2 separate regions of the Ovis aries genome follow, and region 1 is linked to region 2. The links are chromatin contacts, called in public Hi-C maps. All regions are on one chromosome and are shown on one strand. The core of a region is the stretch at or near the end of the contact, and the rest is flanking DNA. Distances in the headings are between cores, read along the strand shown. Region 1 holds the start of PNMA8B (PNMA family member 8B). Region 2 holds the start of HIF3A (hypoxia inducible factor 3 subunit alpha).

Region 1 (6,604 bases), core at 1,138-3,637, 140 kb after region 2:
CGGCTGGAACCTCCATCACACAGGCCAGCCCCCATCAGATTGGAATGAGGAACAGAGGCTCACGGACGATGGCCAGAAGCATGAGTCTGGAAGGGATCAGGGCTCCACCGAGAACAAGAAAGAACGCCCGGCACTGCGGGCCTCCCCTGGTGCCCGGTGTCCGCGGACACACTCGCCCCTGTGCTGAGCCAGGAGACCCAAAGCCAAGCCCGCTGGGTGGGCCCTGAGACCGCCCCGTCACCTGGGGCTGCTGCCTCCACGGGCGCTCATTACAGTTACATTCTTCTTGCGTCAGGATCGCTCGCGCCACCTGCAAAGGAGGGACTGAAAAGACTGGAGAGCGAGCGGTGGGCTGCGCGCAGAGAAGAGCCGGGAATGCATGGTTCGGCCAGAGCTGCCACCACGGCGGGGAGAGCGGAGGGAGCGCCGAGCTGGGGCCCCACCGGCAGCTGCAGCCTCGCCCCCTAGGAGCGGCCCTAGCGGCACATGTGGTGCAGCCTCCTGCCCCAACCAGTCTTCTTCCCACGCGCCGACTTGGAGCCCGCGGGCGGCTGAGCCCTGGGCCGGCCTCGGCCTGCGTCCCGGCTCCCGCGCGCCCCTTCCTGCTCTTGCTTCCCGCCGTCGCCTCCTGGGCTTTCGTCTCGGGAGGGCGCCCCTCCAGGCTCGGCCGCCGCTCCCCTCCTCTCGGGTTTTGCGTGTTCCCCGATGGGGCGGGAGCTGACGCCGCCTGCTCGACCCAGGGCCCTGCAGGCCGTGCGGGCCCGCTTGGTCCAGGCGCTTCCTGGAAGCCCGGTCCTCGGACTCGGACTCCGCTCTCCGCATTCTCCGGCGCCTCTTCCGAGCCTGTGTCCTAAACCCCCTCCGACGCCTCCTCCCACTACCTGTTCCCGCGGGCCGCCTGCAGCGCCAAGACCTCCCCCAGGTGGCCTTTGGACAGTTTCAACCTCCCGCCCTCCCAGGCCTTTTCCTTTTCTTCCTCCATCACCTCAGCCACGTCGTAGTTCCCCGGAGCGCCGCGAGCTCCAGGAGCCCTCGGCCCCACCTCTTCCTCTCATCCCCCCCAGCTCCCGAGAGCGCCCCGGGGAGCCTTCTTGCCCTTGAAGGGGGTCTGGGGCTCAGTCTTGGTGGGGAGACGCATTCATTCCAGCAGGTGTTGTCGCTGGCCTTCCTCAGGACCACGGCGGCCACCTGGCAGCCTGCCTCCTGCACCTTCACGCGGTTCCAAGCGTCCTCGGCCCTGACGGACAAGACCTCGAGCAAGGCCTCTTGTCTTCCTTGTCCTTCAGCCCAGCGACTCCATCCCAGAAGCCATTTTCAACACCTCGTCCTGGGCAGAGGGGTCTGTATGAGGCACAAGGGCCACAAACTCAGGATTGTCCACCCTCTCTTTTTCTTGATCCCCGTTTTCCTGGGACTCCTTTGGGAGGCGTCGCTGTCCGCGGTCTCCTCATCAGACGCGTCTCCCACTGCCAGAATGGCCGATAAGTCGACCCCCGCCCTAAAGGGGAATCTTTCTCCTCTTTTTTTGGCTTTGTCCATCACCGTTGCCAGGGCCAAGAACTCACGGAGGACCTTGCTCGTCATCTCCTTGGCTCTGGAGGGCCCACTACCTAAGGAACTCCTCCGCGGAGGCCTGCAGCCTGCTATGACCCTCATCCCCGCTTAGGTCCTCCCGGTCCATCTCCTGGATCGCGAGCCCCAGGCTCTCCTCAGAAGAGTCTTCCGAATCCCGCTTCCCGATGTGGATGGCCGCCCTGCACGGTCCCTCTTCTGCCCGTCTGTGTCCGCCTGCTCCTTCTGGTTCCGTTTCCGCGATCTCGACGACGCGACGTTCTAGCCGCCCCAGGAGCGGGGTCAGCCTCCCTGACCGTCGGCCCCGACCCTCGAAGCTGAGTCTCCGAATCGGGAGGAGTGGACCTGTCCCCAGAGACCCTGGCCACTGCCGCCTCGGGAGGAGGGGAGTTCATCCAGCAGCGACCGTCTCATCTGCCTCAGGACCCTCGTGTCCTCCGCGCTTTCCTTGCACAGAACCCTCTTGACGCCGTCCCTGCCCGGATCTCCCCGGGGATGGCGCTGTGATTAATGTTCTCCACAAACTCCATTACGGTGGCTTTGGCCTTCTCGACCCTCATGGACGTGGCGTTCCTCAGCCCGAACGTGCCCTGGGGCAGGAAGACCGGCTGCAGGACCGCTTGGATGGCCGCCGGCTCCACGTCCTCTGGGAGGCCCCGTGCACGTACAGGGCCAGCCCCCTGCACCAGTCCCCCCAAAGGGCCCGTGGCCATGGTGCCTCTGGCGCTGATCGCGGAGCAGGAGGGAGCCCGAGGCGCACGTGGGCTGCGGGGTCCTGGGCAAATGCCACCCTGGAACAGAGCCGTGGGTCCTGGAGTTCAGGTTCAGATGAACGTGACCTTCGGGCTCCTGCTGCTTCTGGGCGGCCGACCCGGCGGCCCTTCCTGAGGCCCCCCTCCTCATGGGGTTCCTAGCACCCACAGGGAGTTTGCGTGGCAAATCCAGAGATGCCACCGGCCCCTCCGCTCCGCCCTTTGTGCCTGACCGAGGCGGGGTGACACGGCGGCGCCCGGGCCAGTTGTTGGGGAAGGCTGCGCGGTCGGCACCTAGAGCCGCGGGGAGAGGCGCGTCCCCCTTGCCGCGCCAGGGCCATGTCTGGCCATGCGGCCTCCGCTCAGTCTCTGCAGTTCCGCGCGGAGGCGGCTACTCGGCCCTGAGCCTGCGCACACAGGCTCGCCCCTGCTACCAGCTGGGCCGCGTCACCATGGCAACGCCAGGGCTGCAGCCTGGGTCGCAGTTGCTGGGGTCTGAAGGGATCCAGCTCTAGACGAGCCCAAGCAAAGGAAGGCTCTGGGAGTTGGGATCACCATCAGTGATGAGCCCCCCACCACACACCAAAGGCCATAATCACAGGGGGCAAGACAGCAGTTAGGGAGACCCGCGATCTCCTTCAGGGGTAGACGCTTCCAGCCTTCCGCCGTGTACAGGTGGGGTTCAGGCTGCAGAGACGTAGATCAAGAGCCTCTGGCTGCCCACGGTGGAATCAGGACTCACTCTTGAGGTGCAAGCCACGCCCAGAGTTTTCAGGCCTCACTCAGTGGAAATCGGCTTCAGTAGGGATACACAGGCCTCGGCTGCGAGGTGCTGGCATCCTTTAGGGTCCACAGCCCTCACTGATGGGGTCTGGCCTCGCTCAGTGAGGCCTCACTCTTACAGATGTTTCTGTAGCCTTAACCATGCACCTACTATTAACTACGTATTTTTGCATATGGTTCCTGTGTGGGTGTGATCAGCAGTGAAATCAGACATCACTTCCGGAAGAAGACCGTGATCCTGACTGGGTCCATAGGCTGGGATGGGTGAATGTCATAGCTACTGGGAACACACTTCCCCTTTATCATCCTTGCTAACCCTCACCCCAACTCTACATGAATCAGGCACTGTGGCCCAGCCATTGGGTTTCCACTGCTGCCCTCACCATGACTCTGGGAAGTTTCCTGGGCTTCTCTACACCTCAGTTTGCTCCTCTGTGAAATGGACATAACCATTAACCCTACTCATAGGATCTTTGGGCTTCCCTGGTGGCCCAGATGTTAAAGAATCTGCCTGCAACGTGGGAGAGCCAGGTTTGATCCCTGGGTTGGAAAGACCCCCTGGAGAATGGAATGGCAACCCACTCCAGTATTCTTGCCTGGTAAATCCCATGGACAGAGGAACCTGGCAGGCTACACTCCATGGGGTGGCAAAGAGTCAGACATGATTGAGTGACTAACGCTTTCACTTTTCACTTTCATAGGATCCTTATGGGGATTAAACAGGATGATCCACGAAAGCCCTTGGAACAGAGGTTGGCCCAGAGCTGGTGCTCCCTGAAAGATGGCGATGGGAATTCATTCTTTCTTGACCCTTTATACAATCATTTAATATAGATATATACATTTAATTGTCAAATAAATATATAAAGAAGGAAATTTTTTAAAAAAAGAAACCCAAACACTTCATTTTTGTTTTGCTTTGTTTTTAATGTAGGAAGAGAGTTTATTGCAAGGTTACCATGGCAACTGGTTCTAGGACAAACCAAACTGCTTACTCACTCTCCTACCTGCCCCCCAGCTTTCATTTCCCCTGCTTCTCCCTTTTCCTTTCCTTTCCATCAAATGGGTGTCAGTCTTCTCTCTAGAGCAGTGTGGTCTGAAAGAAATATAATGCGAGCCCCCAAGGCAAGCCACGTGTGTAATACATAAGTTTGCTAACGGCTACCTTCAATATATAAAAAACAGGGGAAATGAATTTTAGGAATAGATTTTCAATTATTTACATTATTCATTATTTACAATAGCCAAGATATGGGAGCAACTTAAGTGCCCATTAACAGATGAATGGATAGAATTGATAAACAAGATTCCTTCATCTTTATTGTATATTATAATATATAGAGTATTTACACATGTATTTATATATAAAGAAGATTATATATATATATATATATATATGGTTGAGTAATATGCCACTAAATATAATGGAATTTATTATTTAAAGACCCATTTTAAAAAGTAAAAAATCTTGCCATTTGAGATAACACTGATGGACCTAGATGGTATTGTGCTGAGCAAAATAAGTCAGAGAAAAACAAATACTGTATTATTTTACTTATATGTGGGATCTAAAAACAAACAAACAAATGAACAAACACAACAAAACAGAATCAGAGTTACAGATACGGAAAACAGACCAATGGTTGTCAGCTGGTGGTGGGAGGGGTGAAGAAGTAGAAAGAGATTAAGATTCAGAGGCAAGTCCCTGACGTATATTTCAGGAGTTTCTATTAACAGCAGTTTGACCTCTGGAGGGCAGTTTGTAAACGTGATCTGGGCACCTGAAGCGTTTAGTGCCCCATTTGGGAAGCCTGTGTGTAGGCTGCCAGGAACAGTCATGAACTTTGAACCGATCCACATCTTCCCCTACTTTGGGGGATCCCTCCAGGCATTCACACCTATACAAAAAAAATCAGTTCACAGTGATCTCAGCTCAGACCCTAACTCCATGTAACATACACACAGAGAGCATCGTTTTAAAAGTGGTTTTCATCACCACTGACTATGGCAGCTTCTATTCTAGGCCCCCGCCATCTTTCTTGCATAATTCCAGTTTCTCTTCGTACTTAAGCCCACATTTAGTCCCGAAAGACAGGTGCAATGGATCTTTGTTCCATTTTCTGGCCGCAGATGGAATTCTCCCTCATTTCTCTCCTGATCAGAGTGAGCCAGAGCAGAGAGGGAACATGGTCCCAGAGGCAGAGTAGAAAATTAGAGAGCAAGGACCAGCCAGGCAGGGCATTGGGAACCCCAATCTGTCCTGCCTAGCCCCTCCCTGGATATCTGTCCTGGAATTAGGATGCTCTGTTGGACAGAGATGGGACCCGTGACTGGCCTAGCCACTGCCTCCAAGCTGGGGAAAAAAAGAGAGAGAGAGAGCTTATTAAAACTTCTGCAAAATTCTTCCCACTCCCTGTGTTTGAGGCCAAACACTGTGCCTGCTTGTTAAGAAGGACAACTAGTGGATGCAGAGTATGAGATGGTTAGACAGCATCACCAACTCAATGCACATGAGTTTGAGCAAACTCCGGAGACAGTTGAGGACAGGGAAGGTCGGCGTGCTGCAGTTCCAGGGAGGCTCAAAGAGTGGGATATGAGTCAGTGAGTGAACAGCAGCAGCAGCACTATCGGAGCGGAGGGTCTCGAAGGAAGTGCGGTGGTGGAACCCCCAGGGAACCCGCGAGGACCTTTCAGGAGGTCCATGAGATCGACACCATTTTCATAGTACTGCTCACACATTATCTGTCTTTTTCACTCTCATTCTCTCACGAGTGTTCACTGGAATTTTTCAGAGGCAACTTGACATGAGATATTGCAGCTGAACAAATGCAGAAGCAGGTATGAGAAACCAGTTTCTGTTGAGTCAGACAGGAAAGAGATTTCCCCAAAGATAAAAACAGTGCCACTCTTCTCAATTTGTTTTTGTTTTGGAGAATATAGCTACACATATGTTATTTGGGTGAACACGTAACATGTTTGCTAGTTCTATTTTTAAACAAGTTCATAAGTAAATACTTCCGATTGCTCAGCTGACAGTCTCCCAATGGTAAATATAGACAGATTGAACCCACAGAAACAAAAGCTCTTTGGGGTCCTTGATGAATTTTTTAATAATGTAAGATATCTTGAGACCAAGAAATTCCAGAACCACTGAGTTGGAGACACACACTGCTGAGTTGGTACAACACAAGGTACCCTAGGGCCCTCAGATAAGAAAAATGACTGGTGGCGTTTCTCCCGCAGGTTATAACTGAATCATGGGAATGAAGTTCACTGCTTCTTTGTCCCCACTCCATAGTCTTTCTGCTCCTCTTTCTTCAATCTCTCCCTCCAGTGGTTACCAGGGAAACCAGCACAGCAGATCCTCAAAACAAAATTCATTTCATTGCCTAGTGTCTGGATCTCAGTGGCTGGTGGCATGCCTTTCAGGACATCTAGATCCAAGGAACTGTCAACTCCATCTGCTTCCGTGTCTTTAAAATGACATCTGATCCTCA
Region 2 (6,089 bases), core at 1,810-4,309:
CCCTAAGACTCCACCTCCACGGCACTGCTTGTAGGCAGAACTCCAAGGTAATGTTCTGTAAAAAGCGTGGCAGATATTTCCCCAAAATAGCTGCAGTAATGTTTCCAGGTCCACATGTTCTTCCCTGTGGAAGCTTGATCTTTCCCATCGAGATGTGGAGTCTCTTTCCCTCCACTGGGCAGTATTTTGTGATTGCCTTGACGGAAGGAATGCGCGGGAAGTGACGTTGGATGACTCCCAAGGCTAGGTTGTAAAGGAGACACAGCTTCTGCGTGTGTTCTCACTCAGTCTTCCTCTCCACTGGGACTTGGCGGCTATGATGGGAGGAAGCCCAGGCAGCCACATGGAAGGACCACATGTAGATGCTCTAGCCACAGTCCCCAGGGGAGGTTCTAGGTGACAGGCAGCATCAACCACCAGGAAGGTGAGTGAGGAAGCATCAGATCATTTCAGCTTCCCTTGCCAGGGGCCTGCCTGGGTTTGATCCCTGGTAGTGAACTAGGTAGGCTCGATCCCATAAGCCATGCAGCTCAGGCAAAAAAAAAAAAAAAAAAAATTCACTCCTTTTTAAAAAATCAATCAATTTATTTGACTGCATCGTATCTTTGCTGCAACATATGGGATCTTTGATCTAAGTCGTGGCATGCAGGATCTTCTTATTGCGGCGTGTGAAACCTTATTTGTAGCATATGGGATTTGGTTCCCTGACCAGGGATTGAACTCGGGACCCCTGCTTTGGGAGCACAGAGTCTTAGCCACCGGACTACCAGGGAAGTCCCTCAGACATATCCTTTTAGCAAAACTTAGAAACTATTTCAACAAACACATTTCCTGTATTGCTTTTGCTGCCAGGAACAACCAAGTGAAGTTTAAAACATTAAACTTAGATCATACCTAGATCATACCTAGATCATAGATGCCTGGCGCATCTATGTGTATAAGTTTTAGTCCTGTTTTAATTTTGTTTAACATATGCTAGTTTTCCTTGGACACCGTAAGGCCTCAGATTGGCTTTCTGCTGTGAGTTGGATAACCCCTGCTCCCTTGAATAGAATACTGCTTCTCCTGCAGCCTTTTCTAGATTTGGCCTCTCATTCACACATCTCTCTCCTGAGGTTTAGGACATAGTCCCTCAGTTTATCCAGATTCTTTGGAGGGTAAGCAGCTGACATCAACTCAACTAATCTAAGCACAGAGTAAATAAATAAAACAATATTTAACAATAACAGCAACCACCAAAAACCCCATAATGGTTCCATGATTAAAATGGTGTTCAGGTAAGGCCAGATTCAGGCACCTAAGTGCTAGTGTCAAGACTATCTTTCACAAACTTTCATTTCTGCTTTCCCCTGTGTTGACATTCATCTCATAAAGCCTTTCTTGGCAACAGAGCCCTGTAAGCTCCAGGTTCACATCCCACTAGCTTGGCAACTCCAGGAGAAAGAGAACATCTTTCATGATAGTTGCAGCAAATGTCTCAGGGCTGGTTGTCACTAGGCTAGGTTAGGTCACATACCTTCCCTGAACTAATCACTGTGATCTGAGAAACAGAATAAACTGGCTAGGTCTAGTCCGTGGTGGCTAAGTGGTAAAGAATCCAATTGCCAATGCAGGAGACCTGGGTTCGATCCCTGGGTTGAGATGATCCCTTGGAGGAGGAAATGGCAACCCTCTTCAGTGTTCTTGCCTGGGAAATCCCATGGACAGAGGAGTCTGGTGGGCTACAGTCCATGGGGTTGCAAGAGTCTGACATGACTTAGTGACTAAACCAACCTATCACCAGTCCCTGGAGCTGGTGATGGGAGGGTTACGGCCAGTCCTGCTCAAATTAAATAGACCGAGGGACTTCCCTGGTGGTCCAATGGCTGAACCTCTGCACTCCCAATGCATGTGGGCTTGGGTTTGATCTCTGGTCAGGGAACTATATCCTACATGCTGCAACTAAGAGTTCGTATGTTGCAACTAGAGATCCCATGTGCTGCAACTAAGACCCGGTGCGGCCAAATAAATAAATAAGTAAAAGTATTTAATAAATAAATAAAGAAGAGAGAAGAAGTTCCCCAAAAGAAAACTGAACGGGATACTAGGGTGGGCAAAATCCACAGACTTCTGCTATAGTGTCCTTTTCTCTGCCCAAAGCTGTATCCAGAATATTGACCTGCGGTGGATTAACACCCACTTTAGCCAATTGTAACACTCCCTGTCTACCTTCTTACTTATTTCACTGGTAGAAAGCTACCACATCTCCGCTCTTCTGAAGAGTGGGTGTGATTGAGTTTTGAAAATTTGCCTGACATAAACTTAATCACTCACCAGAGAGAACCTGCAAAGAGAGTTCAAGAGGCAAGGAGGCGGGGTTGGGGACTGAGGGGTGCCAGACCAGAGGAGCGCGGACCAGGGGGTATGGGGGCGAGACGGAGGGATGAGCGGGTGGAAGGAAGGGGCAGGGAACTGAGAGGGGACGGTGCGGTACAGAAGGGGAGGGACTGTAGAACTGGGGTGGGTGGGGTTGGGAGTTGGGGGCGAAGAGGAAAAGCGGGGGGCTCGGTGGATGGGGAAGACGAGACAGAGTAGGTGGAGCTGGGCGACTCCGGAGGCAGGGCTTGGCCACTGGAGGGGGTGGGATTGGAAGTCGGAGGGGCCCATCTGGGGGTAGAAAGTGGAGGGGTGAGCCGGGGGTGGGAGTTAGACGGTGGGGGCTGGGGTGTGAGGGACAGAGCGAACTAGGTGGGTTCAGAAGAGTGTCGGTGTCGGAACTTGGCGGGATAGACTGGGCCAGAAGGCGAGGCCCGCCGACTGTGCACCGTGCGGGTGACACTGCCTAGAAGTCCGCGGCAAGGGGTGTGGCGGTGTGTGTGTGTGTATTCCTCGGTACCCGCCCCCTGCACACACACACGCCTGGCGTTCTAAGGCTCGGTCTCTGGTCCCGCCTCTTTCTTGGAAGTGACTGACCCATCAGCCAATCAGAGCCGCGGGCAGGGCGCGGGGCAGCCAACCGTGCAGCGGGAGGAGGGGCTGAGGAGGGGGCTCGCGGGGCAGGGGAGGGGGCTAGGGGCCTCGAAGGGCTCCGGAGCTGCGACTGGCGAGTCATGGCGCTGGGACTACAGCGCGCAAGGTACTGGGCTTCGCGGGCAGGAGTGATGAGAACTGGGGGCTCTTCTTCCAGCGACCCCTGAGCCGGGAGGGGAAGGAGCGGGTGCAAGCCTAGGGTGCCCTCGGACGGGCGGTTGCAGGCACATCCCCGCCGCACCCTCCACCCTAGGGGATAGCAGGGGTGGGGGCATTTCCCCCAAGTCCAGGCTGCCACGCCCCTCTAGCCAGGAGCGACTTCGGGGTCTTGATCCCCGGTTTCCTGCTGCTCCGGGTTCGCTTCCCTTTCTGATTAGGGGTGAAACTCGGGGTCCCCACGGAATTGGGGCGGTTGCATTTGAGCAGTTCCCAGGCTTCTGCGGGAGGCATTTTCCCTCTTCAGAGTAAGTAACTTTTCTGGCCTCCGAGCCCCCAGAATTGAGGCTGTTCTTTGACGCAAGACCCCTGGGGTCCTAGGAGATACAGGACGGCCCCGAATTGAGCCTTCCCAGATAAACGGAATCCCTTGGAATTGGGAGTCGGCTATTGATTCAAGAGGGAACCTCCGTAACTGGACCCTCCCTGATACTGTTTCCCAAACCTTGGGTTGCCTAGGAATAGGCAGATTCAGGAGCCACCTGGGGGACCCTTCCCAAGGGCTTTCCTTGTATTCTTGTGAAAGGTAGGGTCATCCCTTTAATAATAGGAAAACAGCCTGACCCACTTCCCAAAGTCTAGCCTCTTATCTGACTCCTCCAACCCCACCCAGTCCCTTTGACAGTGGGAAGCGGCACCCAAGCCTTATTTGGGAAGACCCCAGAGAGGGTGCTATGCCTGCTTCAGTGCGAGCTGTGATGGGTGCGCCCCCTGCTGCAGCAGCCAGCTAGGTCATCCTGGGCAGGGAGTGGGTTTCTGTGTTCCCTTCCCAACAGGTGCAGACCTGCTGGGCAGCACAGGGAACTGGTGTTCTGGGTCCACAGCCAGGGGGTCCTGTCTGGCCATGTTTGCATGGAACCCCGGAAAGTATCTCAAGCCCTTGATTTCTCCCGTCCAATCTGAGGCGTCCAGGAAGCCTCACCCCCTTCCCTCCTCCCTGGCTTCACAGGTCTGATTGGATCTGTCTACACCCCCATGTTTTCACATCCCTCCCCCCCTCACCTATACTCCCCCACCAATTCTATTCTAGTCTCTGGCTCTGGGCCTGCCAGGGAAACTCTATCCCACCCTTTCTGGGCCAGCCCTGGCCCAGCCCCTCCTGGCTGGGTGGGGGCCCCTCTTGGCTGAGCTGGGGGCGCTCACCCCCTCCCCATCTAAGGACAGCCCTTTCCTTTGGTGTCATCTGAGCCTGCGCACCACCCACTCATAACTTGCACCCGGATCCCAGCCACGCTCCATCCCCTCCTGCACCCTTAGGATGGCATTTGGGCCAAAGAGGGTCTGGGTGATGGTGAGTGGGCCCCCATACTTCCTTCCCCCTCTTCCAGCTCTGGCTAACTGCCATCCCACCCCAGGCAAAGGTGATTCTCGGGAAGCCCCGATGGGCACTTGGCCCTGGGTGTCTCCTAGGTCAGAGGGTTCCCAGAGAACAGAGAACTTGGGGTACAGGCACCCCACTGGATTACCAGGTCCTTGGGAATGCGCAGAGTCAGGAGTAGAGAGACTCTCCCAACCCCCTGCCCCAAGTCCCTTCTCCAACCCAAACCCTGCCTCTGGCCTTTTCAGGCCACCTCAGGGCATTGCCAAGAGGATCCTTGCATGGGTTCAGCCTAAGGCCCCCCAGATCCTCTATACTTTTTGCAAGACCCCCAATACCCAGTTGATTGTCAGGAGAGGCCCAGGAGCAGCCCCGAATGTGGGGCCAGTGTCCCCACTTTCTCCGTTCCTTTGCTCTCAGGGGCAATTTCTTCAGGACAGGGAAGAAGTGGGCTTCTCCGTCTCCTGGTAGGGGGGGCACCAGGCCCTAGTCCCCATCCCAGGCCTTACCCTGGGGCCTCCCAGTCTGGCTCCACCCCCTGTTCTCTGCTGGAACACAGAGGAAGGGTGGCAGGGCTCCAGCTGCACGTCTCAACCTGGGCAGAGTGCCAAGGGGCTGGACCAGGGCTGGGCATGGGGCCAGCTGGGGAAATCCGGAGGCAGCAGGGGTGGGAGCAGGGGAAAGGACAGGGGTCCACTGGGTGGTGGAGGGGCTGGAGAGGGGTCCTTTGGGTGGCATGCTCACCAAGGCATGGCACTTAAAAGCCCAGGCCCCAAAATCAGGGTTCAAATCGTATCTCACCAGCTTCCCGGCTGTGTGGCTTTATGCCAGCAGGCTGCTCTCTGAGCCTCAGTTTCATAGCCTGGAAAATGAAGGTTCTACTTCCCATCTTCTGCACCAGATCTAGATGATGAGTGGTAATGGGACAGACCTTTGAGGCAGAATACTCCATAGGTGGGCAATAAACTGTTCAAGTCAGACAGGATTCTGGGCAAAAGCAAATGCGTGATTGGATTCACAGAAGCGTTGAGCATAGCTGCTGCGCATTGGTGGAGGGTCCTGGGATTACCAGCTTGGTTACTTGGGCTGATAATGCAATTGCTTGGAGACTCAGTTTCTGACTCTGTAAAAGGGAGATCACTTTTCCAGGTGCTTAGGGTTGTTGAAGGAGAAGGCAATGGCACCCCACTCCAGTACTCTTGCCTGGAAACTCCCATGGACGGAGGAACCTGGTGGGCTGCAGTCCATGGGGTCACTAAGAGTCAGACATGACTGAGCGACTTAACTTTCACTTTTCACTTTCATGCATTGGAGAGGGAAATGGCGGCCCACTCCAGTGTTCTTGCCTGGAGAATCCCAGGGATGGAGGAGCCTGGTGGGCTGCCGTCTATGGGGTCGCACAGAGTCGGACATGACTGAAGCAACTTAGCAGCAGCAGCAGCAGCAGGGTTGTTGAAGGGAGTTAATGGGATCTCTAAGCTCATAAGTTTTCAATACACCAGCGCTATCATTATTATTAGTATCACTATGATTTAGTCTTTTTCTC

The links. Hi-C and Micro-C count contacts between places; a contact is called where the count stands out from the background.
Region 1: a Hi-C map of mixed tissues shows a contact between it and region 2, with 3 times the contacts expected there. The contact joins the promoter of PNMA8B here to the promoter of HIF3A in region 2. A contact is called at or near these places in 2 of 16 Hi-C or Micro-C datasets (hypothalamus and mixed tissues).

What each region holds. Positions count from the first base shown.
Region 1 is chr14:53,474,888-53,481,491 of ARS-UI_Ramb_v3.0, forward strand. It overlaps PNMA8B (PNMA family member 8B), which reads right to left and starts at 2,388. Exons shown (of 11, transcript XM_015100610.4): 1 at 2,060-2,388; 2 at 1,960-2,057; 3 at 1,732-1,958; 4 at 1,568-1,730; 5 at 1,422-1,566; 6 at 1,293-1,419; 7 at 1,129-1,291; 8 at 813-1,126; 9 at 658-811; 10 at 565-655; 11 at 243-562. The coding sequence starts at 2,285. The coding sequence ends at 477.
Region 2 is chr14:53,338,919-53,345,007 of ARS-UI_Ramb_v3.0, forward strand. HIF3A (hypoxia inducible factor 3 subunit alpha) reads left to right here and starts at 3,060. Exons shown (of 15, transcript XM_012190565.3): 1 at 3,060-3,115. The coding sequence starts at 3,090.